Regions from separate parts of the Capsicum annuum genome. Here region 2 is linked to region 1. The links are chromatin contacts, called in public Hi-C maps. All regions are on one chromosome and are shown on one strand. Each heading gives the region's core, a stretch centred on a gene start, on an enhancer-like site or on the middle of the called end of the contact. The rest is flanking DNA. Distances are from core to core; before and after follow the strand shown.

What was found. Hi-C and Micro-C count contacts between places; a contact is called where the count stands out from the background.
Region 2: a Hi-C map of bud shows a contact between it and region 1, with 4 times the contacts expected there. The contact joins the promoter of LOC124885115 here to the promoter of LOC107879659 in region 1. A contact is called at or near these places in 2 of 5 Hi-C or Micro-C datasets (bud and placenta).

Annotation. Positions count from the first base shown.
Region 1 is chr1:135,102,579-135,105,279 of UCD10Xv1.1, reverse strand. LOC107879659 (TVP38/TMEM64 family membrane protein slr0305) reads right to left here and starts at 1,370. Exons shown (of 7, transcript XM_047407460.1): 1 at 493-1,370. The coding sequence starts at 889. LOC107856099 (protein PARTING DANCERS homolog) reads left to right here and starts at 2,204. Exons shown (of 8, transcript XM_047407448.1): 1 at 2,204-2,258. The coding sequence starts at 2,210.
Region 2 is chr1:135,338,813-135,341,512 of UCD10Xv1.1, reverse strand. LOC124885115 (pentatricopeptide repeat-containing protein At1g56690, mitochondrial-like) reads right to left here and starts at 1,313. Exons shown (of 1, transcript XM_047407491.1): 1 at 1-1,313. The coding sequence starts at 1,313.

The sequences.
Region 1 (2,701 bases), core at 121-2,620:
TCCCTCCATTTCAATTTGTTTATCTTACTTTCTTTGTTTAGTCCGTTAAAAAAAGAATGCCTCTTTTTTCCCTTTTGGCAACTCTTTAGTTTCAAATTTCCACGTGGCATGTTTAAGACCACAAAAATAAGGCATTCCAATATAGTCGACACATTTTTAACTTAGACCACGAGATTCAAAAGTCTTGTTTACTTTCTTAAACTCTGTATCAAGTCAAACCACACAATCAATTTGAAACGGAGGGAGTATATATATTATGTTACCACTAGCATTACAAGTTCATGTAGCCTACCTAGAATCCAAATTCCAATGTAAACAATAGCTGGTAATAGTTCAGGTACGAACTCAAAAATAGGGAATATGCTTCTCACCATTGACTCTTTGAGTAAAGCATCAACCATTAGAGCTATCTAGATATACTTTAAATAACCACTAACATTACAAGCTTATGCAGTTTACTTATAATCCAAATTGAAATGTAATTGAGATTACCTTCAATAAAGACAGAGAAGTGATTCAAGAAAGCATTGATCTGGTCCTTGTAAATGTACCCCACAGTACCAAATCCCCCAACGACACCGACAATCAAAAGGCCAGCCAAAATGGTACCTTTAATAGCATCATTACCAGTATCTCCTGACCCACTGTCACTCTCATCATCATTTTTAAGCAGCCTCCTTAAACTCTGAGGTGTTTTGTTTGGTGTCTTCAAAAGGGTCTGCTGTTTCTTGGTTTCCCTCAAGGAAGAACATGGTTTCAAGAAATGAAATCTTTTGGGTTTGAAACTATACAAGAATGAATTAACAGGTGAATTTGAAAGGCAAAAATGAATCTTGGAAGGAAAAAGGGTAACACATGGAGGTGTTCTGCTCAAATAAATGGTGGGCATTTCAAACAGACTGGAAACTTAGCTTACTTTTCTTCCAATTTGTTCTTGTGTTCTAAGGTTGTTTTGAGTTCATTCAAAGTGTGTTGTTGTGTGTAGTGAAATTTGTGTTGGGTGTTATATACGAGAGAATGGAATTTTGTAGAATCTAAACAAGATTTGTGATGTGGGGATGAATAAAATTTGAGTTTTGGCGATTCAATGAAATCTGTGCTTCTTGTTGAAACACGTGTAACTTCTTTTTCTTTTTTCCTCATAGTTTTCTCTCAGATTTTATTTTTAGCCAACGAAATTCACTAAAATTCTCATTATAAATTACTTCAGACTATAAGGATCTAGATTACTTTATATTTTTTTTTTAGAAAATTATATTGATGACTTAACTTCGTGATTTTTTAATTGGTGATAATAACTTTATCATTCATTAAGACAACTTTCACTCTTTTAGCTTAATTGATATGCTAAATTTTGTGAGGGAAAGAGTAAAAGGAAAAAGTATTGAGTTATCCTTTACTTTGTGAGAAGAGAAGAATAAGAATGGAAATCTTTTGATTGGATGATAAATTTTATTAAAAAAAAAAAAAAGAAGAGTATGTCTTTTTTTGCTTTTAAACAATATGTCAAATGTGTATAAGAATGAAAATCTTTTGATTGGATAATAATTATTTTAAAAAAAAAAAACGTCAAATTTATTTCTTAAAACTTCATATTTGTTATCAATTAAATTTGAACAGAAACAAACTAGAACAAGTGTACAAATAGTTGATTTGAGGGCCGCTATTTAAATCATAGCTAAATATATAAACTTTTATAAGTTTAATTGTTTAAAAATCAAACTTGAGGAATTGAAGGTAAAAAAAATATGTCTCAAGCATGTAAAACTCTTTTCACTTATGACATTGATCTATTTCATTATCTAAAATTAGTTTGTTTGTAATTTTTTTTTTCACTCATGATATCTTCATGGTATCTCAATTTGATTTATACTTTTTTAGCATAACATTAGTTTAAATTAAAAAAATTATACGTAGATTTACAATAGAATATCAAAAATAGTGAGAATAAAAAGTGTATTACATGAGTTCATCGCATATTAGTCGGTGTCATAGAATAGAATTTCTATTGATAGCAAAGCTTTCATGAAAAGTTTCTCAATCGGCTACAAGTTAAATAATTTGGAAACTGGTTAGTGGGTGCAATTGCTATCACAAAAACTGATCCATCACTTTATTGGTCTGGGCCAGACCAAATTTCAGCCCAGCCCAACTCACTCGTAACTATATATAGACCAGCTACTCATTTGCGCATCTGGAAAGAGCAGTGATGAGTCGAGGATTCAAAAATTCGGCGCCATTTTCAAATACAAATTCATGTATTCTCTCAATTTCTCCTTTTTTGCCCATCTTTTTAATTTTGATTTTACAATGATTTGAAGTGATTTTCTGAACAATGATAACTGAATTTGTGTTACGGCGATTTTTTTTTTTTTATAAATCTCTGTTCTCTGTTTATTTTGCTTTGTGAAGGCAGTAAGTCTGTGATTCAGTTAATTCTGAATTTTTTGTATTTGATTTAGCTTATCGAAGTAGAATTTGGATTATTGACATTATTTTCATGTTTTTTTGGTCAATCTGTTCGATTTTTTATAGTACTAAGTCTGTGATTTACTTAGCTCTGCATTTTTGGAATTTGATTTCATGTATTCCAAGTAGAATTCTGAGTATTAATTTTATTTTCATGTATTTTTTTGGTCGATCAGTTTGATTTTTGAAGGAAATAATTCTGTGTTTTTTACTTAGCTCCGAATTTTCTATC
Region 2 (2,700 bases), core at 64-2,563, 240 kb before region 1:
TGAGCATAACCTGTTATGATAGAATTCCACATGACCACATCTTTAGGAGAAAATCTATCAAATATTAATTTGGCCATGACAAAAGTACCGCATTTGATGTACATCGTGATTAATACAGAAGAGACATACACGTCATCATCACAGTCGGTTCTGATTAACTGTGCATGTACCTCTCTACCATAATTAAGACTTGCAAGACTAGCACAAATTGAAAGTATGCTTATCAACAAAGGGAAATTTGGCCTAAACCCTTCTACTTGCATTCGATGAAATAAATCCAGCGCCTCTAACTCATATCCTTTCCTTTCGTAAACCTTGATCATTGCACTCCATGTTGCATCATCTTTCTCCATCAAACGATCAAACACCATCCTAGCCTAAGCAACCTCTCCATTCTGTCCTACTCCAAATATTATGGCATTGCAAACAGGAGTTGTTCTAACAGGCATCAGCTCAAAAAGCTTCCACGCCTCTTCAAATCTACCATATTGCACATAACTTATCACAATTGCAGTCCATGATGTCTCATTCTTCTCAGGCATGAATTCAAAAAGTTTTCTAGCAATATCCAGGTTACCATTTTGGGCATATCCTGACACCATTGCAGTCCAAGAAACCACATTCTTTCGCGGCATTTCATCAAAGAGACCGCGAGCCTCATCCAACCCACCTAACATATTAGTCCTCACAACTATATCCTGACAATACCCACAAATCATATTAGTCCTCACAACTATATCCTTCAATGGCATCATATCATAAAGCCGTCTAGCCTCATCAATTCTCCTTTCTAGAATCAACCCACCTAACATCACAGTCCATGACACTACATTCTTTTCCGGCATTCGCCAAAACAATGCTTCCGCTTCCTCCACCAACCCCTCCTCAACATACCCTCTAACCATAGCAGTCCAAGAAATTACATTTCTTTCCGGCATTCTGTCAAACACCTTTCGTGCTTCCTTCACCATCTTATTCTTTACATAGCCTGAGATTAACCCATTCCAAAGAACAATGTTCCGTTCACTCATTTGATCAAAAAGACGCTGTGCTTCATGGGGTTGTTGATTTTGGAAATACCCAGCGATTATTGAGTTCCAAGAAGTTACAGTTCTGTTGGGCATTTCATCGAACACCTTCCGGGAATTCTGAATTTGGCCCAAACGAGCAAATTGAGAAATCTGAGAATTTGATGTAATGGTGTATTTGTGACAGTATTTCCGACATTGTTGAACAAAGAACAAGCGGTGCATCAATGAACCAAAGCTTTGTTGGATTCTTTGTGAGCAGAAAAGAAGTAGAAAATGTCGCATTAAGGAGTAGTACTCTAAGCATGCGAAGGTGGTACCCACTGGGAATTAAGGATGTCAGTAGAAGGAATGAAGTTTCTGGTGTTCTATTTTAGTCCCTATAAGTTTTATATTAAAGTTTATAGTTGGACATTTTGCTACATGATAATTTTCGATTTATATCATTTTAGTCCAATTGGTTTTGTTGGGGGGGGGAGGAAAGATGAGGAGGTGTGGGGTGGTATGACTAGTGCTCGTAACATGTCATTGAACCTCTCACTAACTAAAAATCAACGAATTTCGTCGGTGAGCAGCTGTCGTTGAATAAATTATCGCTCTTTCTACATCTATTGATTTGATATCTTCTAACATTTCGAGTTGAGAATTTTCCTCACATTCTTTTCATCTATGATTTCTTTCTTCAGGAACACTTATCAACAACGAGGAAGAAGCAACAATTTATCATGGCTCCTGGCCCAGATAGCATAGGGAGATCAGAGCAACATGAAACAAGTAGACAATATTTTATTTCTGAGTTGAGCTTTTATATTAAAATAAATTGACATAGCATTTTTTTTATCGTATTGGAATAAATTATCATGTGGCTTCACAACTTATACCATTTTTGACTCACCTTCTGTACCGATCAATATTAAAATACAGTGAGCAACAAAATTTTATTCCCTAATTCAAAGTAAAATCTTTTAATAGTTTATATATATATATATATATATTATCCACTACTTAGTGTGAATTATATTAAGATAACGATCGAACTTTGTTTATGTATAAATTATAATCAACACAGAAAGGTTCCAAGATAGGAATTTGAATGTTTATTAAAGAAGAAGAAGATATAATAAGATTTCCTTATCAAACTTCACATGATATATAATATCGAAATTTCGATATATCGCTAGGTTTTTTTCTAGGTCAATTTATGATAAGGTGGGTAAGAAAAAAGAAGTTTTACCGTGGATATTTAGCCATATAAAATATTCATATTTTTTCATAATAATTGTTTACTTTATTTGAATATCAGTTTATAATGGAAGTTTTAAATTCAACTTGAAGTTGTATTTTGAATTTGGAAACATGTTATTGGTTATTTTTCAACCCACTTTTTACTTTTGAAGTGTATTCAAAATACATTCAAGCATGAATACCGTCCCAAATATTCTTTTCAAAATAAAATTTCATCTTCAACTCTAACTTCATAAATTTTTCTAACAAGTGAAGAATATGCTTAAATACCATCTCGAATATTCTCTTAAAAATTAAAGTCCATCTTCTACTCCAATTTCAACTTCATAAATTTTTGAAATAATACATTAAAACCTCCCTAAACTTGTCCCGACAACTTACTTTAACACTTAAACTTAATAAATAATTATTTACCCCCCTAAATCTT